2 separate regions of the Sus scrofa genome follow, and region 1 is linked to region 2. A link is a contact called in public promoter capture Hi-C data. All regions are on one chromosome and are shown on one strand. The core of a region is the stretch at or near the end of the contact, and the rest is flanking DNA. Distances in the headings are between cores, read along the strand shown. Region 1 overlaps DNAJA3 (dnaJ homolog subfamily A member 3, mitochondrial). Region 2 holds the start of UBALD1 (UBA-like domain-containing protein 1).

Region 1 (6,052 bases), core at 2,324-4,823, 140 kb before region 2:
AGGACAGAGGCAACAGGCTGGAAGCCCATCTGTTAGGAAGGCCTGGTAGAGAACTCAGATTGTTCCCAGCTGATAATAGAAAAAAAAAGGGAAAGACCCCACTGAAGGCAAAGAATGCCTTTGAGACCCAACTAATAGTGCTTATAAAATCAGAATCCCTCCAGGGGTGCCAGTCTGACTCGAGGGTCGTTTGTGGAAAATGACCATTTGGAAAGTAAAGCATTTTCTGCTGTCACAGACTGTATTGGTCTGTGTCTCCTCATACTTTCCAATCAAGTAAGATTTCAATTCTTTTTTTTTTTTGTCTTTGTCTTTTGTTGTTGTTGTTGCTATTTCTTGGGCCGCTCCCGCGGCATATGGAGGTTCCCAGGCCAGGGGTTGAATCGGAGCTGTAGCCACCGGTCTACGCCAGAGCCACAGCAACACGGGATCCGAGCCGCGTCTGCAACCTACACCACAGCTCACGGCAACGCCGGATCGTTAACCCACTGAGCAAGGGCAGGGACCGAACCCGCAACCTCATGGTTCCTAGTCGGATTCGTTAACCACTGCGCCACGACGGGAACTCCAGATTTCAATTCTTAGTGTTCAAAAGCCAATTTTACTTTCTTCCCTTGAAAATTGAATGGCTTGATCTGAGACCCACAGTCTTGTATGCAGTAAAGGGAGCTCTCAGCTGTGGCTCCCGGAGCCCGGGGTGGTGGCCCCTTGGCCGAAAGCACCTTCTCTCCCCTGATGCTGCGCTCAGCTGTGAGACGCGGCCCTTGTCCCCTCTCCAGAAGGACGTGTCTGTGCTTGGCCCCAGGTGCAGAAAAGCCCCGTGTTCCGGAGGGACGGCGCCGACATCCACTCCGACCTCTTTATCTCCATAGCACAGGCGCTTCTCGGGGGCACGGCCAGGGCCCAGGGCCTGTACGAGACAATCAACGTGACGGTAAGAGCGCACGGCCTTGCCACCCTTGTGCGTCATTGCTTTTCTTTCTCTGAAACGGGAAGTGGCCGAGAAGTGCCGGAGCTGTGAACACCCCACTCTGCAGGGTTCTGGGCGACGAGGTCTGGGCAAGGCAGGAGGCATGCCCCAGTTGGCGCAGCCCACTCCCAGGTCTCGCTCTCCTCACTGCCGCTCTGGGCTCAGCTTCCCGAGGCCCCCGCCCTCCTCCAAGTCTTCTGCTCAGGAGCCCAGCTCAGCCAGGGGTGGGCAGGTGAGCTCAGAAGCCTGCATGGATTCTTTTGAGGGACCAAGATGGTCTTCGCGTCATGCAGTGTTTCCACTTGGGTGACTGGAGACCAAGGGAAACGAGGGGTTCCTTTCGATTTTAGATCCCCGCTGGGATTCAGACAGACCAGAAGATTCGGTTGAGTGGGAAAGGCATCCCCCGGATCAACAGCTATGGCTATGGCGACCACTACATTCACGTCAAGATCCGAGTTCCCAGGTGAGTGTTTCTCCGCTGCCGCCAGGCCCGCCTGCTCTCTGCAGCTCTGCCCGCTGAGTGGGGCCGGACGAGGGCCTTCCACCCGCCGAGCGGTGTCTCCCGCCCAAGTGCCCCTTCTGTAAAGTGGACATAATAAAAAAGTTTACCTTCATCGAGTTAGTGAAAGATTAAACATAGGACTGCTTAGCTGTTGCTGCTGCTGTTAATCGTGTTATTATTGCTGTCAGGATGCTCACCCTCTGGTAAGAGAGAGAAATCTTTTTTTTTCTTTTTTGCTCTTTAGGGTCACACCCATGGCATATGGAGGTTCCCACGCTAGGGTCCCACGTAGGGCTGGCCTACGCCACAGCCACAGCAACATGGGATCCGAGCCTCATCTGGGATCCGAGCCACAACTCATGGCAACACTGGATCCTTAACCCGCTGAGCAAGGCCTGGGGTTGAACCTGTGACCTCCTGGATGCTAGTCAGACCCGTTTCCTCTGAGCCATGATGGGAACTCTCAGAGAGCTGAATCTATAACCAGATCTGCGTGTGATGTCCGCGTCCTCTGGGAGAAAAGCTTGAGCAGGGAGCTGTGGGCAGCCAGAGCAGGGCCTTTCCACCTTGCTTGGGTGGACCGGGTTTCTGGCACCCTTTTTTCTGTTGTTGTTGTTTTGCTTTTTAGGGCCGCACCCATGGCATATGGAAGTTTCCAGGCTAGGGGTCAAATCCGAGCTGTAGCTGCCGGCCTACACCAGAGTCACAGCAACACCAGATCTTAGCCGCATCCGTGATATATACCACAGCTCATGGCAATGCCACTTCCTTAACCCACTGAGCAAGGCCATGGATCGAACCCACGTCCTCATGGATACCAGTTGGATTTGTTTCCACTGCCCCACAATGGGAACTCCTCCAGCACCCTTTTTAATGGGATCATTTCCTACACACATTTCTAACAGCTTTCTGTTGCGCCTGTAAACTATTTAGCATAGCCACAGTGGCAGTTTTTTTATTATTTTTTTTAGGGCTCCATGCGTGGCATATGAAGTTCCCAGGCTAAGGGTCGAATCGGAGTTGTAGCCACCAGCCTGAAGCACAGCAATGCCACATCCAAGCCAGGTCTGCGTGCAACCCACACCACATCTCATGGCAACGCCAGGTCCTTAACCCTCTGATCGAGGCCAGTGATCAAATCGGCGTCCTCATAGATCCTAGTTGGGTTCCTTAACTGCTGAGCTACACAGGAGCTCCAACAGTGACAGTTGTTTGAAAAAAACTTAGAGGAGTTCCTGTCGTGGCTCAGTGGTTAATGAACAAACCCAACTAGCATTCATGAGGACGCGGGTTCAATCCTTGGCCTCACTCAGTGGGTTAAGAATTTGGTGTTGCCGTGAGCTGTGGTGTAGGTTGCAGACCTGGCTTGGATCCTTTGTTGCTGTTGACTGTGGTTTAGACTGTTGGCTACAGCTCCAATTTGACCCCTAGCCTGGGAACCTCCATATGCCATGAGTGCGGCCCTAAAAAGACAAAAAAAAAAAAAAAAAAAAAGAGGTCCCTCCCAAAAATAAAAAAATCTTTAGACTGTTTAGGAGGCTGACCTTATGGAAGCTTTGAGAGCATGGGCTCTTAGTTCAGGGGTGTCTTGTGCCTGGGTTTCGGGTCCCACGTTTCCCCCATGCTGCGTCCACATGCCTTAAAGAGCAGCCCAGAGGAAACACTCAGACACTGTGCTGGGTCCACAGGAGACTGACGAGCCGGCAGCAGAGCCTGATCCTGAGCTATGCCGAGGACGAGACCGACGTGGAGGGAACGGTGAACGGCGTCACGAACACGAGCACTGGTGAGGCGGCTGGAGGGCGGGCGGCTGGGAAGCACGGAGGGGTCTCCACTCAGGCATCTTTATGGAGCCTCCAGAGAGCGCGGTGGAAAGGGGGCCGAGGGCTAGGAACGTGCAGGGCAGCCGCTCCCTCCTGGGCGCGCTGGTCAGGTTAGCGAGTTCCACGCGCTTCCTGCCAGGTGGCAGCTGTGCGTCAGAGGGCAGCTCTCCTGAGTTCTATCCTTGGTTCTGCCACTTGCCTTGTGACCTTGGGCACATCCCTACATGGGAGCATCTTGCAGGCGCTGAAGGAGGAGGTGGATTGGAAGGCTTGGTGCATTTCTAACCCAGAAAGCTTCCCCAGGATTTCAGAGTGTTCTGTAAACAGCAGCTCCCACAGTGGTGGAAAAACACAGAAACAAAAACGTAGTCACGTGATGCCAAATGTGCCTGTTCACAGCAGTCTGACGCTGCATTCCGAGGGCTGTGAACCTTGCTTACCCTGAGCTCAAACATGATGCGTCTTCTGTGGAGAGCCGTTAAATAAGACTGACTTGATACCAAAATGCCTGAAAGCAGAGTTCTCACCATAGGATGGCTGCTTCTGACGGTGGGGCCTCCTGCTGGGGCCAGGACGGGCTGTGCTGGGGGTGAACTGGCTTGGGCTGCCCATCGTGTTGCCTCCTTGTTGCATCATTTTGTTTTTGTCAGTGTCCTGGATTTGCCTCTCGCCCTCTCAGAACTTGAATGGTATTAGATTCGTTGTGTAGTCATTCAGAGCAGGTGGCCGGAGCCAGGGGCGGAGAGCTTGGACTTGCAGCTCCAGGGCACGGGTGCATTCCAGTGGCAGCAGCAGCAGCAGCCGCCGCCTCCTTTGCATGGACGTGGCCAAGCTCCTGTCAAGTCCAGAGGGCCAAGTTCTCTGTGAAAAAGTAGCCATCGCAAATCCTGTCCGTGGCCGACTTATTTTAGTGGTTTGGTTCACAGACTTTTCTTGTATTTTCTCGTTAACATCTCTTGAACTAAACGGAAGTGGGGATCGTTGTTCCACATGACTCAATGTAGCACGTGAGGTTTGTTCTGCAGACGGCGCTCGGCCCTCTTTCCCACCCACTGGGGTAGTGAGGTCTGCTGAAGCTGAGCCCGGGTCAGGACCTCGGCCTCCTTCACTATATTTGAAGGCTGGGAACTTGGAGTCACCAGTTGTTGTTTTGATCCCCTTTCCGAGAGCCTAGATTGGGGGCCTATTGTAGTGTCAGCCTACGGGTGTTGTTAGAACCCTCGTGGCTTCCACTGCTCCTTGTTCTCTTAGCTCACTCCCTCCCTTGCTTGGCCGGGACTTATTGGGAGGCTCCTGTGTGCCGGACACTGGACCAGATCTTGCTTTCAGATTTCCCGTTGGCATAATTTTGCTGAGTCTTAACCTTAATATATGCATTGCACACATTTCTGAAAAGTCGTTTATAAAGTGAAATCGGTAGGCCAAGTTGTTTTTTTCCTATTCACTTCCATTGGCATTTCAGGATTGTATTCCAGTGAGAAATTTGGCTCCCAGACAGAATTTTTTAAATTGCATTTTAGAATCTTAGCATTGGCTTTGAAGGATGCATCATCTGTCATCCTGCTGCCTGGATGTGTTGGGCCTCATGTTCACACCGTGAAGGGTGCCTTTGGAGTCTGCATGTGAAAACACACCAGTGCTTGTAATTCCCTGCTCCTGACAGCTCCTCTGAGAGTGGGCCCCCTTGTATTTAAGTAGAGCCTGAGTCTTGGTTGTACTGGAAGCAGCTGAATTCAGTCGTCAGTGGTTCTTGGGCTACAGTGTCACCTTTTTTTTTTTTTTTTTTTTGGCTGCACCTGCGGCATGTGGATCAAACTCATGCCATAGCAGGGACCCAGGCCCCTGCAGTGGCAACGCCAGATCCTTAACCTGCTGCATCACAAGGGAACTCCCAGTGTCATTTCTTTAGAGCCTCTAAGTGCCACTGCACGAACACATTCATTCCTGAGTGTCTTTGCTTTCATTCCGGGAAAGGGTACCAAGAGGGCATTTGGAGTAGTTTCAGTCACGTAGGAAACGGACCTAAAGTGTTCAGTGGGTTTGATGTTGTTTATTTCCATTCGCTAAAGCAGCTGCTGAAAACCTTAATGGCTGACCCTGGCTTCGTTCCCAGTCTATGAAGCAGAAGGATGCTTGGGGCCCTTAGTGCTCTCAGGGGACTGGGCACTCTGAGGTTACCACGTGACCTTTTGGGTTAGAGACAGCGTGGCTGATTGTTTCATCATTAGTTCCTGGACCAGCCCCCGCCCTTCTGTTGAGCTGTAGTGTAGGAACCTGATCCAGAGCCTCTTGGGGTGTGCATCTCCCTCGTGCGTTCTCGGACCAGCTGACAGTATTCCCTATCGAGGATCCCCTTTGTGGAGGCAGATCGGAGGCAAGAAGAGGATGAGGGGAGAGACATTTCCTTAGAGCGAGAGGCGCGCTGCTGGCCCCGTCTGTGCCTGCAGACGGCCCAGGGAGCCAGGCTGCGAGTAGAGACCCACACCTACACCTGTGGGCCCGGTCCAGTCCTCCTGGAGTCCTCCTGGCTTCGGATTCTTCACACAGATGGTCCTTGAGCATTTGCCGTGGGCTGAGAAGTGATGCGCAGAGAGACGGTCCTGGCCCTCGTCCACTTACAGTGTAGGGGCGCAGCACCGGCCGAGCGCTGAACCCCCAAATAAGAGCTAGGCCTTGCTTATTACGTGAGGAGTTTGTAACTGGAGGAGGTATTTTGGCCCAGGTGTTCCCTTTGGCCCAGGTGCAGCAGGTTAA
Region 2 (5,662 bases), core at 2,111-4,610:
TCTTGTGAAAGTGCTGGGTGAGGGAGCCCGTCCAGTGTGTGAAGGGTCTGTGGGCAGCTCTGCCCTCCATGGCTGCCCCCTCGGACACGCCCCCAGCCCTGTCTAACCCCCTCCCCGACTCCCAACACACCCAGAAACCCAGCCTAGTTCTCGGGGCTTACCCCAGGAGCTTGATTATTGAAGGAGATTCTGATGACTTTGGGAATTTCCTGCTGGAGATGCCCTACCCCAGTATCCCCAAACACGGGGGTGGGAGCTGGGGGGAGGGCCCTGGGCTCTAAGCACCTCCTTGAGACACCCCCTCTCCCCGCAGAAGCCCCAAGGAACACACCATTCCTCCTCCAACAGCAGCTCCAAAGGCAGTAGTAGTTGTGTGTGAGGATTCCAGGAGAAATGGCTGCCCTTGTCCTGCCTTCCTAAAGCCCCTCCAGAGTTGAAAGCACTCAGGTTCCCCTGCCCCCAGCAGCCTTCCGTCCCCATTAACACCTGAATCACAGAGAATGTGACCCAAAAACAGGGCATCCAGCTGGGCCAGCCAAGGGTGGAAGGCACAGAGGGGAGTTACCCACTCACTCCCAGAAGACCTAGGACTGGACTTCACACCCCATTTTCACCACAGGTGAGCCTCCCCCCTCCCCCCGCATCTCCCTTTTACATGCTGTGAAACAGCGCCCAGGGTGCAGCGCTCCTCTCCTGGGGGATGCCAGAGTCCGCAGGCTGCTCCCGCCCCTCCTAAGATCAGCTTTCCCCCGCCAGGTATCTCCATCTTCAAAGCTACATTTTCAATTCCTGTGACCAAGTGACAGCAACCTGGGCTGGTGCCAGGCTCTGTGGGCTTAAATTGAGAGAGACAGGTAGGGCCACTTCCCACTGGACACCCGCCTGCCCAGCCCCAGGAAGGGGGGGAGCCATGTATGCAGATGTGGGACTCAAGCAAACTGCCATGAATGTGGTTTTGCAAGTTTTGCCACATCCAGCTCTTGAGACAAATGGGCTGATTAGGGAGCTTCCTGCAGGGTGGGGCTGCTAGGGTTGGGGGTAGGGGGTACTGGCCTTTCACTCCTTAGAGGTCAACTCACACCGCCCCAGACACAGCGGAGGAAACTCAGGCCAGAGGCTGGGACGTGTGCAGAGATAGGGCAGCCTTCCATCTTGGGATGAGAGGACCATGCAGGGGTCAGCCGTCCCCCTGAGCTCTCTGGTAGGAAAGTGAGCAAGACTCCTCTGGGTGGACAGGCCGCTAACTCCACAGAGTGTCCCAACCTTCAGGCTAGAATCCTGATCCCCATCCCGGGCCCAGAAAGCTGAACTCCAGAGTCCTCTGGCTTCCTGTCCCTCCTCCCGCCCAAATACCTTCTCTGAGCTGGGTCCCCATCTAGAGCCTGGGCTCCTAAGCCTGGACTGGGCACAAGACTCTACAGGGTGGCTGGGGCTTTGACCTTACACCTGTGAGGGGCGGAGCTCAAGGGGCTCTGGCCTCATCCCTAGATACCGTCCTGAGTTATTTCTGGGCCGGCTGACTTAGGGAAGGCCAGGTGGCCTCCTGGCAACACAAGCCCTGGGCACTAGTGTTCTGTGGGTCCAAGAGGCCTGGGGAGGTGGGGGCCAAGCTGGGGCAGCCCCACCTCCTGCCCAGCTGGCTGAAAACTACTGAACCGTGTACACGATGCCATGGTAGAGTCACTAGCCAGCACAGAGAAGGGAACCTGGACAAGCCTCTGAAGCAGGGCACACAAATGCCGTCCCGTAGCTGTAGTGTGCGCTCCGACACACCACCTGTACACTCGTGTGCACATGCGTAAGCACCGTTTGCAAAACGGCGACCAGTGTGTACACGGAACACACCCTCCCCCCCCACCCGCACCCGTGCCCCGGGTGGACTGCGTGTTTACACGTGCCCACACGTAGCGTGGCGCGTGCGTAAATACAAATGCACATGTACGTGGACACGCGGCACCGGGCTGCCCATCCAACACACAGACCGTCAGACCCACACACGGCGGGCAGCTGCGCCCGCGGGCTCGGGGCTCCCATATCCAAGGTGGGGGCGGCGAGGGCCCGGCTCAGGCCAGTGCTGGGGCGTCCTTCTTCCTGCCGCCCGCCCAACTGTCCGTCGGGGCCTCGGCGCCGCCTCGCCTTGGCCATTACCAGAACAAAACGCGGGGCGGGGGGATCCCCGTAACCCGGCCGCCGGGGAATGGGGGGGCGGGGATTAGGAGCCAGGCTGCCCCTCCCGCCCACCCGGAGCGGGCTGCGTTTCCGGGGGCCGCGTAGACACGGCCGCGCAGCCGGGCCTGACCCACACGCCGCGTGTGCGCGCTGGGGCCCGGACGCCGGGGCGCGCGACCGCCGGAACACCGGGCCGAGTGCGCGGGCCCGGCCCCGGCACAGCCGCACGTGTCCACACCGGCCCGCACACACCCCGCAGCACGCGCCGCCACGGGGGACGGACACCCGCGCCCCGGCCCGGCCGCGCACCTCAAACTGCCAGTGGGCCGCCTGCAGCAGCTGCTTCGCCTGGTCGGCTGCGCAGCCCGCCGTCAGCACGAACTGGTTGATCATGACCTGGTGCTTGAGCTCGTCCATGTTCACGGACATGGCGCCGCCGCCGCCGCCGCCTGCCCGCTCCGGCCTCCAGCCGCCGCGCGCTCCTCCGCCTCACGCGTCCACCATTAGCGAGCCGGCTCCGGCTAATACAAATATTTACTGTGCGGCTCTGACTCACCGAGCCTCGCCTCACTCCGGGCCGCGGGGGGCATGCTGGGAGATGTAGTCCCGCGCCGCTTCCGCCTCGCCCGGACGGGAGCTGCAGGCCGGGCCGGCCCGAGGGTGTGTCTGAACATTGGGCGCCTTTTGCGTACAGGACCAGGACGAGCACGCAGCTCTGGGGGCCCCGCGCCCCATCCCCGACACTGAGGAGGGGTCCGGAGGCGAGGACTCCAGACTGCATGGGCGCAAACGCGGGTCGCAGGATATTGGCTAGGACCCGAGGATCCCGACCCCCAGGGTGGTTGGCAGCCCTCTGTGTCGAGCGGGCGCACTATTGGGCAGTGGGGTGGGGGGAGAAGTTGGGATTTTGGTACAAATCGGCAGCACTAGGGCCGTAAGACCCAGAAGGCCTGGCACACAGTGGGCGCTTATATAAATACCCGTTCAGTGACTGAATGAATCTGCCCTTCAGAGTTCTGCCTAAAGTCACAGCCTCCAGAAAGCCTTCCGAGTCTCCCCAGCACAGAGTCCAAGCTCGCCTCGCCCACTCGCGACGCGGGTCCCTCCCCGGCCTGGCGCTCAACCAGGCTCACAGTAGGCTCGATGTACGGCTGAGGAAGGGAGGGCGGCCTAGGGGTACTCTCCGCTCAAGGTTCCCACTTTCCCACGCAAAATCTCGTGCGCTTTGCCGGAAATCTCGGCTTTCAGACTGCGGGCGCCAGGACCGCGCGGAGCCAGTTCCGGGATGGCCCTGAACTCCAATTCCCAGAATGCCTCGGTTTATTTGCATCTTCAGTCCTGAGTGACGTCAAGTGAGTGAGGCCGCACCTTAGCCAATGGGCGGTCGCGCGGTGTTAGGACCTGGCCATATAAGGTAAACAAAGCTGGCCGCCCAATGAGGCAGCGGCGGGGGCGGGCGGGGGCACGTCACGTGGATGGCGGGGGCGGGGTTGAAGAGCGCTCGGGGGTGGGGTGTTGCGGGCTGTGTTTACAGCTCCGCACGCTCGTCTTCCGGTTGACGTCTCAGATCTGGTGTGCGGGGTGCCTGGCGGATTCGGAACTGGCGGGAGGGGTGGAAGGCTCAGTCACCTCCGCCCAGAATGACCTTATCCAGATTCCTCTCGCTCCCTGGCCCCAGTTTCATTAGACGAGAAGCTATTTATTGGGTCCTTACTCTGTGCCTGGTCCCAGGTACAGAGAACAAACTCTAAAAAAGGGTGGGCTGGGGGCAGGGGTGGGGGCATGCGTCAAAATTCCCAGGGACAGGTGTTCTCTTGTGGTGCAGCGGGTTAAGGAGCTGGCGTTATCACCACTGTGGCTCGTATTACTGCTGTGGCAGGGGATCCCCCTAGTCCAGGAACTTCCACTCGCTGTGGGCTTGGCCAAAAAAAAAAAAAAAAAAAAAAATTCCAAGGGCAGATGTAGAAAGCTTGGGCGGTGCCCTCAGGAAGGAAACCGGCACAGGCCCTGGAGGTGGTGGGTTAAAGGCCAGCCATAGAGGGCCTTCAATAGATCTGATCCAGTGTCCGCATTAGGGTCACTGTGTCTGAACATTGTGGAGACCAGATGTGGGGGGGAGGTCCATTCCAGTTCAGGTGATGTCCTGGGTGTGTCTGGTTCCAGGGCAGTCCGTCTCTGCTCAGGGCCTTGTTGCAGAATTGGATTGAACAAAAGCACTGTCCCACCCGGGGGCAGGTGCATGGAAGGAGGACTTGCAGTGCTCTCTGAAGAGCGCTTCGTGGGTCCCTGAACTCTTCCAGGGAGGGTTATCTTTGGCTGGTGGGAGGGCCATTGTGGGGGACTAGTGGACTAGACCTGAAATATCCCAAGTTATGGGGGCTTGGGCACTGGTATGGGGGGGTGTGAGGGGGGGCTGGAGCCCACCTCTTTGTTCAGTGGATTAAGGATCTGGTGTTGCTGTGAGCTGTGGTGTAGGCCGACAGCTGCAGCTCTGATTGGACCCCTAGCCTGGGAACCGCCATATGCCACAGGTGCAGCCCTAAAAAGACAAAAGACAAAAAAAAAAAAAAAAAGAATGGCCTTTCACCTTTACAAAACATCATACATGACTTAATGCAGCCAAAGCACTTGGCACAGCACGGGGGTAGGCGGCTCTAAATGTAGTTACTGCTACATCCTTACCACTGGGACAGTAAGGCATGGTGGAAGGTGAGCAGGCTCTGGAGCCAGACAGACCTAAGTGTCAGTCTCGACTCTGCCACTTAATGATTCTGATGTTAGGACATGGTCCTCCGGCTCTAAGCTTCAGTTTCCTCATTTGTGAAACCCAAGGTAAGAGCTCAGAGCTCTCCCAGGACTGCTCTGGCAGATTAATGCCAGTGAGGTGCTTGGCATGGGCTTGGTGCTCGGAGCACCATTTCTTTGCCTCCACCCGGACTGCTCTAGGGGACCCAAGCCCCATTTTACAGATGAGGAAACCGAGGTTGGAATCCAAACCTCTTTACACTCTTGACAGTGTTCAGAGCCCGTGGAGGAGAGCAGGCGCCCAGTGAGCAGCAGGTGTGTTTCTGGCAAAGGAGGATGGGCACTGCCCTGGCAGGACCCACTGGGGGCTTTTCTTGCTTAGCGAGAGAGGGAGTACCTTCGCTCAGGTGCCTGCCTAGACCTGCCCAGCCCAGAAGGAGCTCTTCCAGGCCAGCCAGCTGCCTGGGGTGGGGCAGTGGGGTAGTAGGAGCGAAGGTCCGCCCTCTCGCCCCTACGGCCCCCCAGCCAGCTTGTTTTTCCAAGGGCAGCAGGGAATGAAAAACAAGCTTGTTTGCAGCCAGGATCAGCCTGGCTAGAGGGTGGACTTTGGATTTCTTAACAGGCTTGGATGGGGCCTGACAGTCGGGGTCAGTAGATGGGGGAAGGGAGGGATAAAAGGCATTTGGGGCAGTGCCTTCATCTTATCTGAAGTCCAGGGAGATTGAGGACCTTGCCAGAGTTGGAGGGC

The links. Promoter capture Hi-C pulls out the DNA fragments that hold promoters and counts their contacts.
Region 1: a promoter capture Hi-C map of liver shows a contact between it and region 2, with 4 times the contacts expected there. The contact joins the enhancer-like site here to the promoter of UBALD1 in region 2. A contact is called at or near these places in 1 of 5 promoter capture datasets (liver), 3 of 47 Hi-C or Micro-C datasets (embryonic fibroblasts, heart right ventricle and liver) and 2 of 2 datasets of contacts at active chromatin or transcription factors (alveolar macrophages and skeletal muscle).

Annotation. Positions count from the first base shown.
Region 1 is chr3:37,887,247-37,893,298 of Sscrofa11.1, reverse strand. It overlaps DNAJA3 (dnaJ homolog subfamily A member 3, mitochondrial), which reads left to right. Exons shown (of 11, transcript XM_003354626.4): 8 at 806-934; 9 at 1,321-1,436; 10 at 3,164-3,261. Among named protein-coding and RNA genes, the nearest start is that of NMRAL1, 18 kb to the right of the region's middle. Within about 2 kb of position 3,573, at least 5 of the 83 cell types and tissues checked have an H3K27ac peak or open chromatin away from gene starts, as enhancers often do. A contact at or near this core is called in liver, where this site is marked.
Region 2 is chr3:37,750,960-37,756,621 of Sscrofa11.1, reverse strand. UBALD1 (UBA-like domain-containing protein 1) reads right to left here and starts at 3,360. Exons shown (of 3, transcript XM_021086690.1): 1 at 2,479-3,360. The coding sequence starts at 2,598.